Regions from separate parts of the Mus musculus genome. Here region 2 is linked to region 1. The links are chromatin contacts, called in public HiChIP or PLAC-seq maps. All regions are on one chromosome and are shown on one strand. Each heading gives the region's core, a stretch centred on a gene start, on an enhancer-like site or on the middle of the called end of the contact. The rest is flanking DNA. Distances are from core to core; before and after follow the strand shown. Region 1 holds the start of Wdr43 (WD repeat domain 43). Region 2 overlaps Lbh (limb-bud and heart).

Region 1 (5,866 bases), core at 1,599-4,098:
AAAACTCAGGTGTCAGCAGATGCTGTCGAGGATGTGGAGAAAGAGGAAGACTCCTTCATTGCTGGTGGGATTGCAAGTTGGTACAACCACTCTGGAAATCAGTCTGGCAGTTCCTCAGAAAATTGGACATAGTGAAAGATCCTGACAGAATGTAAAAGGTCACAGAAGCCCTGAAATTGGCAAGATAGATTTCATTGCTAGCAGAACTAGCTTCACTGATTTAGAAAAATAGAGGTGCACAATGCTCTGGCCACTCCTTGAACCCGTGTGTCTGCCAATGTTTTGACTGTTCTTTGAACCCATGTGTGTGCCCACTGATGAAGCCCATTGCCAGGTGTTTGTGATATTGGCTGCTGGGGAAGAGTCGGAAAAATCTCCCCCAGCAACCACAGCCAGGCCAATCCGGAGTTGTTACACCTGCACCAGACTCTTTCCTTGTACCCCTCCCATACCCATTGATAGACATTGTTTAGATCTGGAAATCTCCTACTCTCCCTTTTCCTTTCTCCCCTGAGGGCCTATAAAAACTGGGACCTCTTTCCCGTGGAGGTGACTCCTCTACCCCTGTGTGGGATATGAGTCGTCCCCAGAGCTCTGGCTTTCCCCAAATAAAGCCTAATGTGGTTTGCATCAAGTTTGTTCTCTTGTGAGTTCTTATGTGTCCGCTATTGTCCCGAGGCCTGAGCGAGGGGCTCCTCTCGGAGTCTTTCAATAATAGTACTACCTGAGGACCCAGCTATACCACTCCTGGGCATATACCCAAAAAATGCTCCAACGTATAACAAGGACATATGCTCCACTATGTTCATAGCAGCCTTATTTATTATAGCCAGAAGAAACTGGAAACAACCCAGTTGTTCCTCAAGAGAGGAAAAGATACAGAAAATATGGTACATTTACACAATGGAGTACTACTCAGCCATTAAAAAACAATGACTTCATGAAATTCACAGGCAAATGATTGGAACTAGAAAATATCACCCTGAGTGAGGTAACACAGTCACAAAAGAACACACATGGTATATACTCATTGATAAGTGGATATTAGGAAAAAAGCCCAGAATACCCATGATATGACTTACAGACCATATGAAGGTCAAGAAGAACGAAGACCAAAGTGTGGATGCTTCAGTCCTACTTAGAAGGGGGAACAAAATAATCATGGGAGGTAGAGGGTGAGTGAGACTTGGGAGGAATGTAGGAGGGGAAGAGGAAAAGAGGGGGGGTGCAGGAACAGGTGTGGGAGGAGCAGGGGAGATCTATAGAGGGTAAGGAAATTGAACATAGGCATGTAGCAACGGGGATGGGTAGCTAACAGAAAGTCCCAGACGCTAGGAAAGCAAGAGGTTTACAGGACCCAAGGGGGATGACTTTAGCTGAATTACCCAACAAAGGGGAGAGAGAACCTGTATCCAGAGGTTAGGCACGGTCCCTGGTTGAGAGATGGGGCCATTAACCCTTCTCAAAATTTTAACCCAGAATTGCTCCTGTTTAAAGGAAATACATGGACAAAGAGTGGAGCAGAGACTAAAGGAAAGGCCTTCCAGAGACTGCCCCACCTGGAGATCCATCCCATATACAGCCACCAAACCTAAATACTATTGCTGATGCCAGGAAGTGCTTGCTGATAGGAGCCTGATATGGATGTCTCCTGAGAGGCTCTTGCAGCCCCATTGGAAGAACAACATCAACCAACCAGTACCATCAGAGCTCCCAGAGACTAAACCATCAACCAAAGAGTACACAGGAGGGACCCATGGCTCCAGCTGCATATGTAGCAGAGGATGGCCTTGTTTGTCGTCAAAGGGAGTGGAGGCCCTTGGTCCTGTGAAGACATGATGCCCCGGCGTAGGGGAATGCTAGAGTGGTGGGGCGGGAGTGTGCATGTGGGTGAGGAAGCAGCCTGGGGGAGGTGGGTAGGATGGGGGTTCTAGGAGAGGAAACCCGGGGGGGGGGTAACATTTGAAATTTAAATAAACAAAATAACCAATAATTAAAAAAAAAGAACCAATAAAATAAGGAAAAAATTTCTTCTATCTATCTATCATTTATCTTTTGGAGACAGTTTCCCTATAGTCCTCGATGTTATAGAATTCAGTTTCTAGACCGTGCCTGCGTCTGCCTCAGATAGAGTGCTGGGATTAAAAGGCACACATCCAGATGGGAATATATGTTTGGTTTCTCTTTTCTTTTTTTTTTTTTTTCTTTTGTGTGTGTGTGTGTGTGTGTGTGTGTGTTGTTTTTTGTTTTTTGAGACAGGGTTTCTCTGTATAGCCCTGGCTGTCCTGGAACTCACTCTGTAGACCAGGCTGGCCTCGAACTCAAAAATCCGCCTGCCTCTGCCTCCCAAGTGCTGGGATTAAAGGCGTGAGGCACCACCGCCCGGATTCTTTATTTACACCCAACTTGACCTCCTCTCTTGTCCAATAGTATCTCTGTGTGTTAACACAGATAAAAGAGGCATCTTGTTTCTTCAAGCCCCAACTCTAACTTTGATAGAACTATGATTGGATAATTATTGTACGTACATGGCCACGTCCTCGAAGAGACTAAAGAAACATGGAAACAGCTGTTACAATCTCGGAGATGTAAGTAAATATTTCTTTTAAACATTTCGTCTAGTTGTTTCATAGGACGTAGTTTTAAAAGAAGGATCTGGCTCGGTAGTATGCAAATCACTTCCCCTCGCGCTTCCTTCGCAGGACAAGTTAAGAAGGACCCCACTGAGCCACCGTCCACAGGGTGGGCCCGGCTAAACGCTGGCCTGCGTCACGACCAGCCACTTCTTGGGCTCTCAGCGTTCCCTCCGCCCCACTTCCTCCCTGCAGGCCCCACCCCGCGCCGGTGCGCCTGCGCCCGGGCGAACACGTGGCTGCCGCGGAGCCAGAGCAGCAATGGCGGCCGGAGGCGGCGGTAGCTACGACCCCTTGGCCCCGGCGGGGGTCCCCTGCGCCTTCTCGCCGGACAGTCAAGCCTACTTCGCTTTAGCCTCTAGTGACGGTCAGCTGCGAGTATGGGAGACCGCCAACAACCGGCTGCACCAGGAGTACGTGCCTTCCGCGCACCTCAGCGGTACCTGCACCTGCCTGGCCTGGGCGCCAGCACGGCTGCAGGCCAAGGTAGGATGAGCGGGGACGGCGACGGGGACGGGGACCTCCTGCCGGGCTGCGGCATCCCGGGCCGGGCGGCGAGGCGCGTGGCACCCCTGGCGCGCGTGGCCCGGGGCGTCCCGGGAGAGAGGAGGCGCGGAGCCGGGCCGGCGGCGCGCTTGGGCCGGCGCCGCGGCTGCAAAGTGCGGCCTGGCCCGAGGGGGGCTGCGGGAGGGTGCGGCCCGATCCCGCGGTCTCCACGAGGTCTGCACCCCGGCTGCTTCTGGGCCGCCATGTTCATCGAAGCCTCTGCTCCCCCGGGGGGCGGCCTCAGACTTCCCAGGCCTGGGTCCCCATCAGAGCTACCCGGTGCGCACTTTAGGACCGTCTCGCGCTTCCGCATCCCGGACCCCGGTATTGGTTTTGCTTTGGGCACTTGGAATGCGCACGTCTAGGTTAAGTTCCTTCCGGGAGCCCCTTCCCTCGGCTCGGATGCGTGTTCAACACGTGTTCCCTTCTGCCTCTAGGTTGTGGGATTCGTCGTCCCACAAACTCTTTTCCATTTCTAAGTTCCCTTCTTTCTCAGCGGAGGTACAGTGAAATAGAGTAGGGCATATGATGTAGGTCCTGGTGATTTTTTTTTTTTCTCTCGTAGTTGGGAAACTGCTTAGTTAGGGAATCCTTTTCGCTGTCAGGTAAATGCTGCTCACTGTTGACTCACCCGGTTAGATCTCGGCACGCACGTGGTTAGGCAGTCGGCAGGCAAAAATCTGGAACCGGTGTAAAAGGTATCCTAAAATATGTGACGTTTTGCTGTCACTGATGTTAAAGTTGTTGGGATAGCTTACTCCTTCCCATCCCAAGAGTAAACTTTCACATAAATTTATTTTATCTAAGTTGCTATACTCTGTGTGACAGTGGTTAGCTACTTACCGGATTCCAGCTTTTCTTGGTGACAAAGAGCAGATATGAGGCCCTATAAGTCAAACATAATCAGATTTGTGAAAGTTATGTAATTGTCAGCATTAGAGCTGCTGCACTTTTTTTTTTAACTTTATACAGTTTTCTTTTTAACTTAACAGTCCTGTAAAGTGGTGAGAGTACTTACTAACACTCAGAAATACAGAGAGAGCAGTTAGCTAAGTGCTTGTAGCCAGGCTGTAAAAGTAGGAGTCCAGCCTCTGTAATAATTGTGTTTTTTGTTCCCTACTTATAACATGAGGATAATCACTTAGAATAGTGTATAGCGCCTTAAGTGAAGTGCTAATTACTAGTGGTATTAGTATCTTGTATTTTTGTCCTTAGTCCACAAGGTATGTCAAAGCAAGCAATTTCAATAAAGGCCAACAGGAACTAGACTCGGAACTCGTGTCTTTGAAGTTCTTGGTTGTCCTCAACAGATAGTATTAGATACTCATTTCCAATCTTCTATGTCCCAGAACAAAATCCAAATTTCAAAAATAGCGGTTTGGAGATTTTCATCCACTGTGATACAGTAGGGATACAACCATTTTTAAAGGAGCCCAACTTTAACTTTTCAACAAAGCTCCTCAAATTAAAGCAACTTTATGTGACAAGATGACCCGAGTCCTGGTTCCCAAGTGGTGTGCTGGATTGGATGTGCCCAGTGGTTAGCATCCCCAGAGTGCCGGTGCAGTCCCCAGCAAGCCCTGCTTTCAAGTGCCAGTAAGTTTCACTTTCTTTTTATCTATATGTTGCCATTTCTGCTATGCAACTACTAAATGTCTGGGAATTAGTAAACAGACTTAGGCTGGGATGTAGCTCAAAGATAGAAAACTTGCCTAGCATATGAAAGACCCTGGATTGAATCAATAGTACCACAAAATCAGAGCTAGAAAAGCAGTCAGGGCTCAGGAAGCTAAACGGCATGGTTGGTCACTAACAAGCGGTAGCACTAGGATCCCAGCCTAGCCCCTTACACGGTGAACTCCTACCCTTGCACTTCATCATGGATGGCTGCAGAGCTGTCAGTTCCCATCCTGAGCATGTGACTCACGGAAGCAGCATTTTTCCAGTTCAGCGGTAGACTTAACTGGTCTGCTTGGTGCTGGGGTGGGCTTACAGGTCCAGGTAGTGTGTGGCTTAGAGTTTGTGGCAGCCGCTCAAACTCCGCTTTGGGGCTCACTGGATTGTGTGCCCTGGTATTTTAAGTATTCAGATGATCATCATACTAAACCTGTTTTACATTTTTAAGTGTTTAAAGTGTGACACATAAAATGGATGTTATTATAAAGCCCACGTTCCCAGTACATTGGTATGGTTTGGTATGGGATTTAGTAGACATACTATCTTTTTTTTTCCCCCAAATCCTTATTTGTCTCACCTTCAGACCTATTTCTAGAAGCAGTGGCTCCCACTTAAATGGTACTTACTCTGGTGGCATATGTGTTTTGTTTTTTTTTTTTTGTGTTTGTTTGTTTGTTTGTTTGTTTGTTTTCTGTATAGCTGGCTGTCCTGGAACTCACTTTGTAGACCAGGTTGGCCTCAAACTCCGCCTGCCTCTGCCTCCCAAGTGCTGGGATTAAAGGCGTGCGCCACCACTGCCCAGCGTAGACATCTTGCTTCCAGAGCTCTTAGGATTAAATGAGGTAATAACACATAAATGATTGTTATGGTGAGACTTGGTCCATAGTGGTTATTGTTCTGTCTGGACTCCTGTGCTCATGCAGTGCTGTATTGAATGGAATGAAGTCATATTGAGTGTCCTGCCCTTGGTTTAGGAATGGGCAATTTGCTACAAGGACAATGTTTGGTAC
Region 2 (6,678 bases), core at 373-2,872, 1.3 Mb after region 1:
GTAGTGCTGTCTCGGTGAAGTCCTATCTGATAGAGCTTTGTAAACTAAAGAGTGCTTTCATCATCGGGGAGCCCCTGCATCACACCTCAGAGCTCATGCTTGGAAGATGCCTTATGTCCTCACCTTCAGGAAGGGGCTCAGCTCCATAAAAGCAAGTAAACGACCCCCCCCCCAACCTAGCTGATCCACTTTCCGCTCACACTCATTAGTGTGAACCCGCCACCAAGTCAACAAGGGCAAACATCAGAGCGGGTAGTGTGACAGGACATGGTGGCCAGTTTCTCCAGACCTCTCTGACCCGCCTGGGTCCAGCCCCTCCCTGGTTTGTTTTCCTTCTGGCAGCTATTACGATACATTTTATGAGCCCTTTTAAGTCTTTAATGATGCGTACTCCTGCAGCTGGCTTAAGGCTTAATCCCAAGCAATAGGCCTTTATTGGATAAATGGTTAATAATCACTGGTCTGTAGGGATTGGGACGATTTGTGAGGCCCGTGATTCTCAGAAGCCCCACGCGGGCTTCCGAGTGCATCTAGGAGATCAGACACCCTGGGAGACCTCAGATGTTCGGTGGGATAAGCATTTCTTCTGCCCTCCGAGTACAGCAAAACAGGCAAGTTTCCAGGATTTCTCCCAACGCCTGTTTCCATCCACTTGAATTTGAACAGACTGTGTGACCTTCAGTGAAGTCCCCTTTCCCCCTCTGGGGCCTGGGTTTCCTGTCTGTCAGACAGAGAGGTGGGAGGAGATGGCCTTGAAGGTGCCAAGTGTCAGTGATCTGGTGAGCCCCAGATTTCCCAGACCAGAGCTCCTCTCTCCTCTTGGGCGTGTCACTGAGGGCTATGAATGGCAAGGGACCAGCAGCTCGGTGGATTAAGTGCTTAGCTACTGGGCAAAGAATTGGGTCAGCTGTAGTCACAGGGCAGTATGTGCAAAGCAAAGCCAGACTTGGCCCCTAGTTTTATAGCCTGGCTCAGTGTTTCGGTCAGCACTGGGAAGGACCCACATAAGTGGACTGGGGCCTCTTCCACGGGACTCTGGGAGGAGATTGGAGTCTTCCAGGTGTACTGATGGCAAGAAGCCAGGACTCGCTCACAGGTGAAAAGGGAAGGCACTGTGGATGCTTTTCCCAGGCAGCTTGTGACTGGAGGCCTTGACTGGATCTGGATCTGGCTTAGACTTGGCAGTTGCGATGAGATCCAAAAGGCAGGTGACACAGGAGCATGGGAGCAAGCACACCTGAGGTTGAGCCTTAGTTCCGTCCAGGCTAGAAGGGCCTAGATGACTAGTTTGCCCAAGCCTGGGACTTTTAACATAACCCGAACAACACTTGATTTTTGACTGTGTTAGTTTAAAACGATGAACGATTTGGTTGTTTATTTCTTCTGGGCACCAATAATTATTCTGGCAGAAATGTAATGTTTTAGCGCCTGCTGTATGGTGTGGATTGCAGGCATTAACTGCTTGCTTATTCCAAAGCAAAGCCCGGCATACCGTGAGAAACGTGATCTTTTTTTATTCTTTTATCTAGAAGTAAAGCACTAGAAACAGAGTTACACCCACCCTCTTGTTCAGTGGTATGGTCCACAAAATTTTAGCTTTAGGATTGGGAAAAAAAATCTGGCTTAGAGATAGTTTTCTCTAGAACGTATTCCCCTGGATTCTGTCTTACACCCACAGTGTTTAGAAGGCAGAACATAATCCTTGGAAGACAGCCAGTGTTCTCTCTCTCTCTCTCTCTCTTTCTCTCTCTCTCTCTCTCTCTGTGTGTGTGTGTGTGTGTAAAGAAAGAAACACGTTTCTCTTTCAGATGTATATATGACCAGATGTCTGCGTTGTTCTTTAAATTTTCAGATCTTTCCGGACCCATCAGACTTTGACCGTTGCTGCAAGCTGAAGGACCGCCTGCCCTCCATAGTGGTGGAACCCACTGAAGGGGAGGTGGAAAGCGGGGAGCTCCGGTGGCCTCCTGAGGAATTCCTGGTCCAGGAGGATGAGCAAGACAACTGTGAAGAGACAACAAATGAAAAGAAGGACCAGTAGAGTCCACGCAGGCTCGCCTGGGTCATGCCAGCCAGCACACCTGAACTGTTTTTCCCATGGTGATGGAAGAAGAGAATGAGCCACAGTCATTGTGAAAATGTCAAACGAGGCTTCCGTTTTGCACCTGAAAATCACCGAGTCGGTTTTCTTTTCTTCTTCTTTTTTTTTTTTTTTTTTTTTTTTGGTTTGTTTTTAAATTCGTTGAGCAATGGAGCCCTCTGACAACTTGCAAGGCTGAGAAAGGAAGTTGCTGAGAACAGGGGTGGAGGGGGGGGTGGGGGGAAGGGGTGCTGCTTCGAAGATCCCTATCTGAACTCTAGTGCCAGAGGCAGTGCGTGCACATGTGTGTGTGTGGGGGGGGGTGCAGTTCGGGCTGAGGGGGTGAGCAAATGAGCAAGAAAGATTTTGGATTAGAAGAAGAACAACAACAACAACAAAACAAAACAAAACAAACTCTACACTTTTAAAGAGAACTACAGCCAGGAAGTGCTGCTCTTTCCAGCATTTGTCCTGGCTACTGGGGCATCTGACAACCAAGTCCTTATCTCCTGCTCTGTTGCTCACAGCCACCAGCCTTTGTTTTCATTTCAAGTGTGTTTGGTCACCCACAGAGAAGTCGGGCCAGGTAAACTGCCTAGGAAGCCAGATGGAGGGATACAGAGGAAAGGAAGACTCCACCACCATTCCCCAGATGCTTCAGGCTGTCAGAGTCCCCAGGGACCTGGGAGGCTTTAAGACATAGTACTTTTGAGTTTTTCTCCCTATTTACCCCCTTCTGCCTCCCAGTATATAAGGGGAACAGCCAGAGCACTTCCTGCCCTTGTGAGGCACTCCAAGGCTGCAGCCTGAATAGGGAGTGCCTCCTCCCACGGTGGATCTCCCAAGAATTCTTATGTAATCTCTATGGAGCAGGAGGGTAGAAGTGTCGGCTTTCTCAGGCCTGCCCTTCCTTTCTCCTTTGGCCACAGCAGTCAGGTGGACGGTCCCCAGCTATGCTGTGGCCTGTCACTGTTCATCTGACCTGCAGCAGGGCCACTCCAATGGGTTTCCCAGCCCGGCTTCCATGGGCGCTAAAAGCAGAGTGTGCTTCTTGGTTGGGAAGCTGGCTAGCGGGCTTCCATGCAGGGGCCTGGGTGGTGCCGCATTGATTCCCATGTGGGAATCAGCCCTCCAGTGGAGCAGCTGTGGCATCCAGTTTGAGACAGTAGCTGTTGTGAGATCACGGCTTCTCCTCTTGTTGCTCCTGAGCACAGGTTGGGAGAAGATACAGGGTGTGCTGGAGTATCCTTGTAGAATAGCAGCCTTTATTCCTTCCCCACTTTACCTGTCTCTGGAAAGGGCAGCAGTTGCATGGGGAAATTAACATTTGGATTTAGCTCTGATCATAGCTCAGAACCTTCTGGAATAGCGGGTTAGAGGACAGAATTTTTAGAGCAGGGCTGTTTGGTCAAGAGGTGGACTTAAAGCCTTCCTTAGGCTTCACTTAGCCAACCAAGGCACTCACAAATGTCCCCTCACGTCTCTTGTCAGTCCAGGTTGACCCCCGTCTTTGGACTCGTTTGTCTGGTTCTATTTAATACCTCAAAGTCAGTGTGGCTCTGGGCCACGTTGGGGCAAGAGCGTGGGGGGTGTGCTGTTGACACGGCATTCAGCAAGGTTTGGTTCTGGGATGCCGATGGTCACCCCCTCCCCCGTCTCTTCCCTCTGTCGTCTGCCTGTGATACACACCGATGGCAATAACTTTTTTCCGGCTCCTTGCAGAAGTGGGAGAGGGCTGCAGCCAACCCTGCAACCAGAGAGCTTCTCTCTCTCTTGCTTCCACTCTGCTCTGTTTTGGCTACAGAGATCTGTTCATCCCACTCCTGTTCCCCCGCAGCGTTTCTCATCCCTCGCCTCCCTTTATGGACAGGTGTCTGGCCTTTTAAATTCCCGTGTTGTGGTGTCTTCTCATCCCTACCCCAGTTATCTGTCTTGGTCTTGCCGTGTGATGGGATGTGCTTGTAAATCCAGTATCAAATCAGCTTTGTGTATATGTGTGTCTCTGGGGTGGCTTCTTCCTTTTGCTGGTCACTAGACTGTGTTGAACAACCATGTGCTGTCTGAGCAGGTCAGGGGCTGACCGCTACAGGCCCCTCAGCGGTTGAGCCTGTTGGGGGGACCCAGCTGCTCTTGGACAAGTGGCTGAGCTCCTGTCTGGCCTCCTCTTTTCCTCCTCCTCCTCCTCCTCCTCCTCCTCCTCCTCCTCCTCCTCCTCCTCCTCTTCCTCTTCCTTCTCTTCTTCCTTGTCTTCCTCCTCCTCTTTCTTTAAGTAATTTGTGTGTATTTCTAACTGATCGTATTGAAAAAAAAATCCTAGTATTTCAGTGACATGCCTGTTGTGAGATGAACCTCCTGTGACTTCTGTCTGTTCTGTATTGAGGCTCAGGGAGAAACTAGCATTTTTTTTTCCAAACTACTTTTTGTCACTGTGACAGTTGTAAATAAAGTTTGAAAATGCTTTCCATTTTGGTTTGGGTTCCTTCCCCGCCCCCCCCCCCCGACCCCCCATTGTATTGGATGGATGGGATGGATTCAGCTCACAAGAACAAGCACTCAGGCTGCAGAGGTCTCTCATGCATCACTATTGCTGGCCTCTAACACTAACTGTTCATAGGGAAACATGAAGAACAGAAAAGCCTGTTCATCCGAGTCCAACATGGTGAATGAATCTATTGTTTTTTTCTTTTTAAGTAGAAACATGGTGAGCCTAACTAAAGTAGTAGACATATCACCAAAAAGTCTCACTCAGTCATGAATGACAACATCCCCATAGTTGAATAAACTCAGTGTTCTCTTCATTCAGCTTTCCACCCTGTGTGTACTCTAACACCTTCAGAGTCCACACACAGCTGGGCTAGAAATACAGAAACCTGGAGGGACGGTGGCTGGAATCCCAGGTCAGGGTATAATGGCCCTGCTCCAGTCTCTTCCTCTGTGAGGAACATCAGCAAACCTGACCTTGGGGGTGACCGTTACACTCAGCAGACACCATTCCACAACTTGGCTTTCATAGTCTAGGAGAGTCCATCTAACACAGAGTTGTCCATCCGACACGGGGTTGAATGGTAACAGGCTTTCTTCAGTGTTCATGGTTCTCCATTCCTGATGTATATCAGAACTCTCTGGAGGATTCCACGAGCAAATGCTAGGCCCTTGCCTCAAGAAACTTGGATTTCAAGGATTTGAAGTGGACTAGGCATCCATATGTTTATAGAGTCACTCGGGAAGATTTTTTTTTAAACAGGAAGCCAAAAGTCTTGAAAGGAAGAGACGCTTAGGATGCGTCGTAAGATTGCTCATAAAGGCTGGGATGGGGGAGGGGGTAGCTGGACCTAGATATGAGTACAGAGAAATGGAACGTGGCCCCAACTATCCATGAGTGCCCACCGCTTGTCAGTAGGGGAAGTACACAGTCCCTCGGTGACCCAGGCTCATAGTATGTCACCAGGTTAGTGTCAAATGATAAGCTCAAGTTCAAGGTCAGGAAGGGCTGGGTGCTCTGAGAGCAATTATCAGGTCAGTGGGAATGTTAGGGAGGGCTCAGGATACATGACGAGGAATTGGTCTGCATAGGAGTAGAGGAGAGAGGAAAGACTTAGTGTGTGTGGGAAAGCTGCACAGAGGGGCTTGGAACGAACTGGACCAGGATAGATGGAAAGAAATAATGTGACAAGGAGTGCTCAGGGATGGGGAAGCTTGCATTTCATCCCAAGTGGAAGATTCACATCCTGACATACTCTGACTCAGAGGGAGGAGGCGAGGCGATACTGATAGGAGGCCAGAAAGGGCTTTACAGATGTCAGAGGGAAAGAAGGTAGTGCTCTGGAGAAGGAATCTTTGAGCATTTTCTAACCCTGAGGCTATGCATTTTTTTTGCTTCCACTAAGCCCTCATTTAGACCCCTAACAATGGTGGGTAGAAATAATCACATGATCTGTGCTGGTGTCCGATATCCAGTAGAATGTCAATCCATACAGATGTTAGCCATAATGAAGCTACCAGATGAATGCATCTGTGAGCCTGAGGGTAGCTTGAGAAATCCATCCGTCTCCATGTTAGGCCGTTCCTCTAATATCACTCCAGTATCCTGAAGAGTTCATCTAATATGGACTTCCTGAACACAAACTCTGAAAACTCTCTTTACTTGCATTTATATGGAAAATACTATGAAAGTACAAAAAAGGAGAAGGAATCAATGTGATCTTTGCACGGTTACAGCATCTAAACCCAACATATAAAAATGTATTGGATTTCTATGTAGTAATAAACAAGTCGAAATTGAAATTTAAATAATATAACATTTATCCTAGCACATACAATATATCACTTAGGGATGAATGTTAGGTATATAGAACATGGGCAACAAAATCTACAACGCTGAGAGAAACTAGAGAAGACATAAACATAAGAGATATACCATGTTCATGGACTCGAAGACTTGATGTAATTAAGTTGGTACGTTCTTGATTCATCTATAGATTCAAAGCAATCAGAAATCTCAAGAAAACTGTTTTCTGAGAAAAAAATGATGATCCAATGCTAAAATTTCTATAACATTGCAAAAGACCCAAAAGGGCCAAAGCAATATTGGAAGAGAA

Evidence for each region. HiChIP or PLAC-seq counts read pairs in DNA pulled down with a chosen protein or histone mark.
Region 2: an H3K27ac HiChIP or PLAC-seq map of regulatory T cell precursor shows a contact between it and region 1, with 6 times the contacts expected there. The contact joins the enhancer-like site here to the promoter of Wdr43 in region 1. A contact is called at or near these places in 5 of 39 promoter capture datasets (the 3T3-L1 cell line, frontonasal cranial neural crest, hippocampal neurons and 2 more) and 4 of 115 datasets of contacts at active chromatin or transcription factors (astrocytes, embryonic forebrain, large pre-B cells and 1 more).

What each region holds. Positions count from the first base shown.
Region 1 is chr17:71,613,367-71,619,232 of GRCm38.p6, forward strand. Wdr43 (WD repeat domain 43) reads left to right here and starts at 2,849. Exons shown (of 18, transcript NM_175639.1): 1 at 2,849-3,119. The coding sequence starts at 2,895. It overlaps Gm30091 (a long non-coding RNA gene), which reads right to left and starts at 18. Exons shown (of 3, transcript XR_385737.3): 1 at 1-18.
Region 2 is chr17:72,937,404-72,944,081 of GRCm38.p6, forward strand. Lbh (limb-bud and heart) reads left to right here. Exons shown (of 3, transcript NM_029999.4): 3 at 1,853-4,543. The coding sequence ends at 2,041. Among named protein-coding and RNA genes, the nearest start is that of Lbh, 22 kb to the left of the region's middle. Within about 2 kb of position 1,623, at least 91 of the 459 cell types and tissues checked have an H3K27ac peak or open chromatin away from gene starts, as enhancers often do. A contact at or near this core is called in astrocytes and regulatory T cell precursor, where this site is marked.